Linked DNA regions of Callithrix jacchus: region 2 is linked to region 1. The links are chromatin contacts, called in public Hi-C maps. All regions are on one chromosome and are shown on one strand. The core of a region is the stretch at or near the end of the contact, and the rest is flanking DNA. Distances in the headings are between cores, read along the strand shown. Region 1 holds the start of THBS3 (thrombospondin 3). Region 2 overlaps ENTREP3 (endosomal transmembrane epsin interactor 3).

Region 1 (5,281 bases), core at 1,671-4,170:
AGGTTGAAAACACAGGATTCACCAAAGGCCACAGGGCCTGTGGTCCAATGTCAGCAAACAAGTCTGTGTTACCTGCACTGTGGATGGACTCGTCCCCTTGGAATGGACATTCACTCAGGGCTCCTACCCGGGCCATGGACCCACCCAGAATAATTTTCATAGATTCCACAAAGCCCTGGGGGGATAGCAGCAGAATAAGGTGGGAAGGTCTACCAACCCCTTCCCCAACTGGTGCAAACTCTATTTCCACAGAACTTAGAGTCTCCTCCTGGCTCACCTGCATCCTCAAATAAGCCTTCTGTCCAGTCCTAATCTCCAGCCCATCGACCTCCGCTGGAGGAATGGGGGCCAGTGCTGGAAGGCCTGCATGCTGGTCACCCAGTTTGCAGTCCACATAGAGATGTAGGGCAGGGCTGGGTCTGGAGGGGCCGCGGAGTCGCAGGAGAACTGTGTGTGTGCGTCCATCGGCCAGGCCTGCTTGCTGGAGGTTCACGGCGTGGACTTTGCCATCCTCCCGCTGGTACCGTACCAGTACTGCCCAGGAGGGGAGATCAGTATGGGCACTGTACCCCCATCCCCTGCCTCCCAGTTGAGCCTTGGATCAACTCTGCTGGAGACATCTCTAGGGCCCCCATCCCTAATTCTACTATGTAGCTCCCAACACCTTGTATGCAATAGGTACACAATAAATGTTTTTCAAATTGGTGTAGAGGTGGGCCGTGATGGCTCACGCCTGTAATCCCAGCACTTTGGGAGGCTAAGGTGGGGAGATCACCTGAGGTCAGGGGTTTAAGAACAGCCTGGTCAACATTCGAAACACTGTTTCTTTATTTTTTCTTTTTTTTTTAATAGTTTCTTTCTTACCAAAAACCAGACGAAATGCTTTTTCTACTAAAATTACAAAAATTAGCCAGGCTTGGTGGTGGGCAGCTGTAGTCCCAGCTACTTGGGAGGCTGAGACAGGAGAGTTGCTTGAACCAGGGAGGCGGAGGTTGCAGGGAGCTGATCTTGTGCCACTGCACTCCACCCTAGGTGACAGAGTGAGATGCCCTTTAAAAAAAAAAACTGGTTCCCATATAGTCTAGCAGTTAGGATTCCTGGTTTTCACCCAAGTGGCCCAGGTTCGACTCCTGGTATGGGAACCAAAATAAAAATAAAAATAAAAAATTGGTTTGGAGAATAAGACTGAAGTAGTCTTCAGTGGTATCAGATGACTCTATCCTCTCCTAGGGTGACAGCTGGTTTGTGCCCACTGAACTGTGCCAGGGATCTGAAGGACCTTTCTGTAACACTGCTGAGGCAGAGACATGCCTCACCCTCCCTCCAGGCATCCCAAGTACAACCCATCCCTATAAATACCAGGCCTCAAGCTTCACCCGATTGTTTGGTACCTGGCCTCTTAAAGCACCTTGTAAGCACCCCATACCAGATGCCCCTGATGTGTGGGCACAGCCAAATGGGACCATGGTCCCCAGTGGAGGCCAAGGAAAATTAGGAAGCACTTGGGAAGTAGGGATGAGGGAGAGTGCTCAAGGGGTCACCATTGCAGGAAAGGAGATGCCCACCAGTCACCTTTGTTGATCTTGCCTACGACAGAGGCCTCCAGCCATCGTGTGTTGTCTTGGCGAGAGTAGAGGCCAAAGAGGACACCACCCTGCTTGGGGGGCAGGCGGAAGGTAGACAAGAGGTAGATGTCCCCAGCAGTGAGCAAGGCTGTCCGGATCTTCTCTGCCACAGCCACCATCTGTCGAGACTCGCCCACAGTCAGCAGGTCAATTACTGGTCAGGCAGGCAGGGGTTGTCAAGGTTAGAGAATGGGATCAAATGCTAAGGTATGCCCTCCCCTAAGCCCACATCACCCCCTACCCCCACCACCAGGCAGCGTTAGTGACCTCAAAACTCAACTCTTGCTCTCAGAGGACAGAGGCACTGTGCCTTCCTTTCCCCATTATTGCCCTCTACCCCCTTCCAGGAACCTGCAGGCTTGAAGCTCACTTAGAAACAGAAACAGCACCCCACAAATTTGAGATGACTCCACCAGGTGGCGCAAGGGAGATGCTGTGCTGATCCCCCGCAGGAGTGGCACCTGGTGCCCACAAGGCAGAAACGGGAGGCAGCTTCTCTTTCCACTGCTGGATTTGGCTCGTTCCACACCCTAGTGTCCCTCCTCCCATCCTAAGGGCACATCACAATCACTCTGGATAAGAACAGCTGCCCACTGAGGGCTCTGACCCTCCCACCATCTGGGCTGTCTCCCATGGGAACGTAGGACCCAGCTCCTCTGCCTCCTGTGTCCTGGCCAATCTGTGGTTTTTTCTCCAGCCAGGAAAGAATCTACGCCTGTGTCATTGCTCCAGCTACCTCTCCCACACCCATGGTCCATCCCACCACCAAACCTCTGAAAAAGCCCAGGCTTCTTGGTCCCCACCCCCGCCCTGTCGTTGGACACCCAGGAGCACAGGGGGATGAAGCCCAGGGACCTACACAGTACATCCACGTTCAGGCTGCTCTCCCAGACCCTGGGGTATCTACAGATGCTCAGACACCACCCCAGCCAGGCAGCCTGAGCATCCAGTTCCTGAGTCCTCTGCCCTGGCCTCATGCCTGACCCTGGCCCGTTCCGACTCCCCACTACCCTCTGGTGCCCACTCCTCTCCACCAGGCCATAATTTCACCAATTCTAGGCAGTCTAACGTTTTCCTCTGGCTCAAGTTCTGGACTCCTCCCCTCTCTCCTTGCCCACATGTTCTCTGCTACTTGGGCTGGGGGCAAATGGGAAAGAGGCAGAGTGGTCTAAGAGGATGGAGACAGGCTTACCCTGCAGGTCCTGACTGGCAGATGCGAAAGAGCAAAGGAGGAGAAGAGCCAGGGCCCCCCGAAGTTCCTGCGTCTCCATGCCGCTCAGCCGGCTCACTACCCCTGGCAGGCAGGCAGCTGGGAGGGGAAAAGGCTAGGCGGAGAGAGCAGGAGCCGGGGGGCGGAGGGACGGAGTCGGAGGGGGGGCCAGCAGGCGGGTGGATGGGGGGGGCTGAAACAAAGAGCTGCCAATCACCCTGCAGGCATCATCAGCTCTGGGAACCAGGGGCACTGGGAAACAGTCCTGGAGGCCTCCCTGCCTCTTACCTCCCCCTAATGGTCCGCCCCTAGTTGCCTCCCTTTCCCCAGTCATCACACTGTTGGGGGTCTCAGCACACAGCACTACCAAATGCTACCGTTTTCTGGAAGCCACGATTGTGGAAGGCAAGAACCCCTACCAGGGGCAGTGCTAGACAGTGGGCATTATTCCACAGCTGGCAGGAAAGGATGCCAAGGGAGTGGCCAAAACTAGCTTGCTATAGTGCCCAGGGATGCCCACATGGCATGAAGTTTGCTGTTCTGGCGGAGCAAGCGCTCTTTATTAGGGTGGGGGTCCCCTGACACGGGCCTGTTTCTCCATTTTCCCTCATTTTTAGGAAACTTTGGGAGTCTGGAAGCGTCTGACGGGAACTGGAGAGTCTAAAGCAGTGGTCAGTGAGGTCGGAGTGAAGAAACCAGGAAAGAGGAAAGGGACACCAGGAACAGGCGCAGAAGACCGGGGGACAGGCCAGGAGCCAACGACCAGACTGTGGAATCCTGTAGGTACTAGCGGACGGTCCTTGATCCGGATGAAGCAGAGGGGCGCCTGAGTTCCCATTACCTAGGCAACAGCCTGCGAGCCTCCACTCTCCTCCCCTCCCCCACCCAGGCCCCAGTCCGGCGTCCGCTCCGGCCGCCGCCACCGCCCCTGTTTTGTTTCCATGGCGACAGGCGGCGCAGGGCCTGCTCCAAACATAACGCGCTGTGGAAAACATGCTGCTCGGGGGACCCCCCCGCCGCAGTCCCCGCTCTGGGACGAGCCCCAAGGGGCCCCAGAGCAGTACAGGCCACGTGCACTTTGGCAAGAGCCCCCAGACCTGGCCCAGGCGCACAAGACCCCGCTCTCCTGGGCTGGCCGCGCCGTCGGGGGTTCGGGGCTCCACTCAGCCGAAGCGCCGTGACTTTCCGAGGCGCGCCTGGCTGACAGCGCTGTCCCGCTACGGGGCCCGCCTCTGGATGGGCCGGCGGCCGTCCCTCCCCGAGGCCCGCGGCCCAGCCCCCCGCAGTGCGGCTGCCAGTCGGGCCAGCAGAAGCCTCGCCTCCCCGGAGACCTCCCCAAGCCCCCTGCCCGCCACGACACGAGGGGCGGTGGCAGGGGGCGGGTCCGTGCAGGGGAGGGCAGGAGCACAGAAGGAAGTGTTTCCGGGACAGGGGGCGGGCAAGATGGCGGCGCCCATGGAGCTATTCTGCTGGTCAGGGGGTTGGGGCCTGCCGTCAGTGGACCTGGACAGCCTGGCCGTGCTGGTGAGGGGAGGCGCCGGCGCCCTCTGCTGTGCCTCGATGACTGGGGAGGGGGCCGAACTAGCCGAGCATCCGAACTTTGTCAGAGCTACTCAGCACGGGCGCATTGGGGGAAACTGAGGCAGTCAAAGAGCGTACGTGGCCGCTATGGGCTCAATGCCCTGTGCTGTAGTTTTCTAGCTTTCATGCAGCAATGAAAAGACGCCTGGTGGGGAGTTCAGGAGATGGGTTCTAGTCCTTGCTCATTCATTAACTGGCTGTGTGACCTTGGGGCGATTCTTTTTCTTCTCTGGGCGTTGTTTCTCCATCCGGAGGTTTACTAGGCTGGACTATCTCAGGGACCTACTCTGGTTTGGAATTCCTGCCTTCTCCTCAGCCGTCTTCTTTTCCTCCTCCTCACTTAACAGCATTTACTGAGCCTATTGTTTGTTGGACCAAAAGACTCACAGCCAGGCTCTGTAGAAAGAGCTTAGCAATCAGACAGACTTAGCTTCATTTATTCATTCCTGCTTTGAAAAGCATCTATTATATTTCTTCCAAATACTAAATATTGCCATGCAAAGATGAATAAAATTCGGTTCCTTTCCTTGAGTTTACACAAAGGCAGATAGGTAAGCAAATAAATATAATAAAATATTCAGGTATAAGTAGTAACAGACCACAGATTGTGCCAAAGAGAAGGGCATGGTCAATGCTTCCAAGAAGAGGGATACTTGTTAGGAAAAGCTTCTGAGGATAAATGTTCACCAGGTAGATGACAGGGGAGGAGATAGAGGGAAGGATTTTCCTAACTGACCTGTAATCATGGACATGTCCATAATCTCTCTAAGCACTGTGTTGTCCATTTGAGAAATAACAGTGGTAGTGTCTTCTCTTTTTTTTTCTGGACTAGGATATTAAGCATAGGGCATGGCACATAGGTATT
Region 2 (5,793 bases), core at 1,110-3,609, 50 kb after region 1:
GGTGGCCACAGTAAGGAATCTGAATTTTGTTCTAAGACAGAAATTCACTGTAGAGTTTGGTTCAGGGGAAATGACAGTATCAGGTGTGTATTTTTATTATTTTATTTATTTATTTTTGAGACAGTCTTGCTCTGTCGCCCAGGCTGGAGTGCAGTGGCACACATCACCAAGCCCAACTAATTTTTGTATTTTTAGTAGAGACAGTGTTTTACCATGTTGGCCAGGCTGGTTTTGAACTCCTGACCTCAAGTGATCCACTCACCTCAGCCTCCCAAAGTGCTGGGGGATTACAGGCTCGAGCCACCATGCCCAGCCCAGATGTATATTTTTAAAAGATCACTTTGGCTGCTGAGTAGAAATCAGACTGTAGGAGGCAAGTGTAGAGGTAGACTAGCATTCAGTTACAATCCCTTCTTTCAGCAGCCCCACTCTTCCCCACAGCTTAGCCTAGCTAAGGCTTATTCTTTCAGAATTCAGCCCAGATGTCACTTTTAAGAACCTCACCCCTTGGCCGGGCATGGTGGTTCACGCTTGTAATCCCAGCACTTCGGGAGGCCCAGACAGGTGGATCACAAGGTCAGGAGTTCAAGACCAGACTGGCTAACATGGTGAAATCGTGTCCCTACTAAAAAATACAAAAAATTAGCTGAGGATGGTGGCTCGTGCCTGTAATCCTAGCTACTTGGGAGGCTGAGGTAGGAGAATTGCTTGAACCGTGACCTGGGGAGGGGAGTGGAGGTTGCAGTGAGCCGAGATCGCGCCACCGCACTCCAGCCTGGGCTACAGAGTGAGACTCCATCTCAAAAAAAAAAAAAAAAAAAAGAACCTCGACCCATGCTGCCCCAACCCCACACCTCCTGTAACACAAACTCATAGCCTGCTCATCTTTGTCTCTTTCTCCCCTGTTTTTCAGACAGTGTCTCTATCCTCCAGGCTGGTCTCAAACTCCTGGGCTCAAGCGATCCTCCCGCCTCAGCCTCCCGAGTAGCTCCTTTGTCACCCTTATCACTGTTGTGATGAATTGTACAAATGGCTTATTGGCAGTTTTATTTATTTTCCTTTGATGGCTCAGCTCATCAAAGGAAGTGGCCGGCCAATCGTCAGCGGGCAGGGTAGGGACCAGTCCGTCCTGGCTCCCATCTGCAGCCCCAGTGCGCATCCCGACTCTGGAGCTAGCTCCGGGAACGTTTGTCACATGTCTGAAGAATGCATGAATTATATAACCTTCTCTCCACTCAACCCCTCAAAAAGCAAGTGGATCCAAGTACTTGAAGACTTTTTTTTTTTTAGACGGAGTTTCACTCTTGTTGCCCAGGCTGGAGTGCAATGGGGTGATCTCGGCTCACCGCAATATCCGCCTCCCGGGTTCAAGCAATTCTACCTCTGCCTCCGTAGTAGCTGGGGATTACAGGCATGCGCCACCGCGCCCGGTTAATTTTTTGTATTTTTAGCAGAGATGGGGTTTCTCCATGTTTTTGGCTAGGCTGGTCTCGAACTCCCTACCTCGGGTGATCCGCCCGCTTCAGCCTCCCAAAGTGCTGGAATTAAGGCGTGAGCCACAGCGCCCGGCCGAACTTGAAGATTTTATAATCTCTTCTTCGTTAGTAAAATTTTAATATCCTTGCCAGTAAAAATAATAATGATGGTGAAAAACGTTAAGTTCGAACGCAGGTAGGGCACAGCTAAAATCCAAAGGGCGAAATATTTACAACGTCTACCGTCGGGGAAGAGAAACAGCAGCCCCAATCGGCGGCAAAAAGAAATCCCTCCGCAGCCTGCAAAGGCGCGTGGGCGGGACTGGAGCCTGAGGCCCAGGGCAGTAAGTGCAGAAGCCAGGACCAGCCTCAGCCGTGAGAAAAGCAGCCCGGGGGAGGCGGGGCGGGGCCTCACTCCGAAGGGAACGGCCACTCGTTTAGAGGCGGGACACAGAGGCCCTCCACAAGTCTCATTGGTCTAATTGGAGACGGACAACTCTCGCTGACCAGTCATAGCCAAGATGGGGCGCAAGCGTATTTGGAAACGGAGAAAGCGCCGAACACCGGAACCACGCATGCGTCTCAGCGTTTTCGCGCCAGCACAGCCTTAGTGGATGGGGGCAATTGAATTCCCACAGTGAGTCCAGCCCACCGAAACTCAGCAGGATTCCTAAACTTCCACTTTAAAGAGCCTCGGGTTTAGGGAACGTCCTGTGCCCAGAGCCTGCCCCGTGGGAATCCCAACATCCATCGCCTCTTACATAATGTTTCGTCCTGGCCGCGCCTCAGCCCTTCCTGATGCTGGGTTGTTATGATGGTGAATTATTGACGAAGTCTTGCAGCCTGACGCCATCTCTGGGCACTGCTCCTTCCTCCTCCCTGGCTTCCTTGGAGGGTACCACGTTGCCCCTACAAGCATAGGGTCCTAAAGCTGTTTACAAGTCCCCACTCTGCCACTTTCATATCTTAACGAGTGTTGGTTGAGGACCTACTGTTAGACTCAGCGGAATGCGCAAGTTCCTGATCTTGGGACCTTACATTCTATGGGACAACACAAACGTAAACAAAAAATAATTGTAGATAGTGATACATGCTCAAAACATGGCTATGTGACCAGGCGCAGTGACTCACACCTGTAATTCCAGCACTTTGGGAGGCCGAGGCAGGCGGATCACTTGAGGTAAGGAATTCGAGACCAGCCTGCCCAACATGGTGAAACCCCATGTCTACTAAAAATACAAAACTTAGCCTGGTGGACATGGTGGCAGGCACCTGTACGCCTAGCTACTTGGAAGGCTGAGGCAGGAGAATCGCTTGAACCCGGAGGGTGGAAGGTTGCAGTGATCCCAGATGCACCACTGCATTCCAGCCTGGGTGAGAGAGCAAGACTCTGTCTCAACAACAACAACAACAACAAAAAACATGGCTATGTGATAGACTAAAACGGGTATTGGGTGCTCACTGAAATGGTGAGAATGGAGCTAAAACCTGAAATTAGGTGACAGCAGCAGCTATAGGGGCTAAGGGTTTCGTGCTTGGAAAACAGCAGATGCAAACGTGCTTGTGCTGTGAGACAATTTGGGTGGAACAGAAGGTGTGCCATAGTCCCTGAGAGCTTGGAGGTGATTCTAAACACAATGGGAAGCCATTAAATTGAGGCAGAGCCTTGACATGCTTTATCATCATGTTACTGAGTGGAGAATGGATTGTTGGGGAAAGTGAAAGATTGATTGAGAGGTTGTGGAGAGAAGGTGGCTGGAACTGGGTAGCTGGCGAGATGGTGGGACGTGGATGAATTCAGGATAGGATTGGTTGTGTTGGATATGGGAAAAGAAGTCGCAATGATGCCTAAGCTTTTGGAATGTGCAAATGATAATGGAGGTGCCATTAATTGAGATGGAAACAGTGGAAAAATAACAGGTTCTGGGGTGGGAATCGAGAGTTCAGTTGTGGCCACGTTGAATCTGAGATGCCCATTAGACTTCCAAGCAGAAATGCTGAGTTGGATGGTGCTCATGAGAGGTCAAGGCTGGAGTTAGACATTAACACAGGGACCTTAGTAGTAGGGCCACCTACAGAAAAGTCGAGGTAAGAAAGAGGGCTTAGGTCAGGGTCCTGGGCCCCTCCACTCCTACCCAGTTCAGCAGGATAAAGTAGAAGAGCCAATTTTTCCTGTTTCAAAGGGAAGCATTCAAGAAGGTGCATTGGCCGGGCGCGGTGGCTCACGCCTATAATCCCAGCACTTTGGGAGGCCGAGGGAGGTGGATCATGAGGTCAAGAGATCGAGACCATCCTGGTCAACAAGGTGAAACCCCATCTCTACTAAAAATACAAAAATTAGCTGGGCATGGTGGTGTGCGCCTGTAGTCCCAGATATTTGGGAGGCTGAAGCAGGAGAATTGCTTGAACCCAGAAGGCGGAGGTTGCAGTGAGCTGAGATCGTGCCATTGTACTCCAGCCTGGGTAACAAGAGCAAAACTCCGTCTCAAAAAAACAAAAAAAACAAGAAGGTGCTGATTATGAGATCATTGCTGTCTCTAGATCAAGTGAGATGCAGGAAGAGAAATGATCACTGGGTCTGACACCACTTTGGTCACTGAAAAATTTTTTTTTTTGAGACAAAGTCTAGCTCTGTCGCCAAGGCTGGAGTGCAGTGGCGTGATCTCGGCTTACTGCAACCTTGACCTCCTGGGTTCAAGCAATTCTCTGCCTCAGCCTCCCGAGTAGCTGGGATTATAGGTGCCCGCCACCATGACCACCTAATTTTTGTAGTTTTAGTAGAGGCAAGTTTCACCATCTTGGCCAGCCTGGTCTTTTTTTTTTTTTTTTTTTTGAGATGGAGTTTCGTTCTTGTGGCAGTGCAGTCTCAGCTCACTACAGCCTCTGCCTCCTGAGTTCAAGCAATTCTGCCTCAGCCTCCCAGTAGCTGGGATTACAGGCCACTGCCACCACACCCAGCTAATTTTTGTATTTTTAGTAGAGACACGGTTTTGTTATGTTGGCCGGGCTGGTCTCAAACTCTCAGCTGATCTGTCCATCCACCTCGGCCTCACAGAGTGCTGGGATTACAGGCATGAGCCAGTGTCCTTGAACTCCTGACTTTGAGATCCACCTGCCTTGGCCTCCCAAAGTGGTGGGATTACAGGTGTGAGCCATGGCGCCCAGCTGTCACTGAAAATTTTGTTTAGAGCAATGGCTGGGGAAAGAGTCTGATGGGGGTGGGTGAGGAGAGAATGTTTAAGATTCTCTCATTAAGGATGTTTAAGAGTAGAGAGAATAAAGAGAAAACCTATTGCTAAGAAAAGGAGCAGTGGTTGGAAAGACTATCTTAACAGTTTCTTTGTTCTTTTTTTTCTTGAGAGAGAGTCTTGCTCTGTAGCCCAGGCTGGAGTGCAGTAGCATGATCTTGACTCACTGCAACCTCCGCCTGGTGGGTTCAAGTGATTCTCCTGCCTCAGCCTCCTGAATAGCTGGGACTACAGGCGTGCGCCACCACGCCTGGCTAATTTTTTGTAGTTTTAATGGAGATGGGGTTTCACCAGATTAGCCAGGCTGGTCTCAAACTCCTGACCTCGTGATCCACCCGCCTCGGCCTCCCAAAGTGCTGGGATTACAGGCTTGAGCCACTGCACCCGGCTTGTCTTTTTTGAGACATGGTCTTGCTCTGTTGCCCAGGCTGTAGTGCAATGGCTCAATCAGAGCACACTGAAGCCTCGACTTCCCAAGCTCAAGTGATCCTCTCATCTCAGCCTCCTGAGTAGCTGGGACTACAGGCATGTGCCACCATGCCTGGCTAATTTTTTTTTTTTTTGTATAGACAGGGTCTCACTGTGTTGCCAAGGCTGGTCTTGAATTCCCAGACTCAAATGATCCTCTTGCCTCGGCCTCCCAAAGTGCTGGGATTATAGGCGTGAGCCACTATACCCAGACCTGAAAGAGTTTTCTTAAATATGAGAGACACTAGAACAAATGTCATTGGTAATAAAGAATGATCCAGAAAAGAAGGGGAAAATGGAACTTTATTGAAGGCTTAATAGTGTTAAGAGCTTTACAAACATTCTACCTTCACAATGTTTAATGGATCAGGCAGTCGGGGTTACTATAGCTTTCCCGAGGTCATGCAGCTAGAGGTGGCAGAGCTGAGCGGCCACCTAGATTTTTCAGACTCTTTGTGCCTGCCTTACCACCCCATTGCATAGGCACACATCTGTCCCTACTTAAACACCTGGGCCATGCCTTTGCCCTGACCATAGTTCTCGTGCTGGGGGGACAGGCATTTGTTTTCCTCCCCCAGGGCTATAAGAGGGGGCATCTCCCC

Evidence for each region. A called contact is a pair of places that touch in the nucleus more often than the background predicts.
Region 2: a contact with region 1 is called in a Hi-C map of skeletal muscle, with 4 times the contacts expected there. The contact joins the enhancer-like site here to the promoter of THBS3 in region 1. A contact is called at or near these places in 2 of 3 Hi-C or Micro-C datasets (both in skeletal muscle).

The regions. Positions count from the first base shown.
Region 1 is chr18:15,622,893-15,628,173 of calJac240_pri, forward strand. It overlaps THBS3 (thrombospondin 3), which reads right to left and starts at 2,921. Exons shown (of 23, transcript XR_013529406.1): 1 at 2,818-2,921; 2 at 1,573-1,779; 3 at 278-534; 4 at 73-175. LOC100397722 (metaxin-1) reads left to right here. Exons shown (of 9, transcript XM_035279814.3): 2 at 3,453-3,614. It overlaps TRNAE-UUC (transfer RNA glutamic acid (anticodon UUC)), which reads left to right and starts at 1,071; the gene lies at 1,071-1,142. LOC118149222 (a long non-coding RNA gene) reads left to right here. Exons shown (of 3, transcript XR_013529420.1): 3 at 253-389.
Region 2 is chr18:15,673,857-15,679,649 of calJac240_pri, forward strand. ENTREP3 (endosomal transmembrane epsin interactor 3) reads right to left here. Exons shown (of 9, transcript XM_008984561.5): 9 at 5,477-5,793. Among named protein-coding and RNA genes, the nearest start is that of ENTREP3, 9.8 kb to the right of the region's middle. Within about 2 kb of position 2,360, at least 14 of the 16 cell types and tissues checked have an H3K27ac peak or open chromatin away from gene starts, as enhancers often do. A contact at or near this core is called in skeletal muscle, where this site is marked.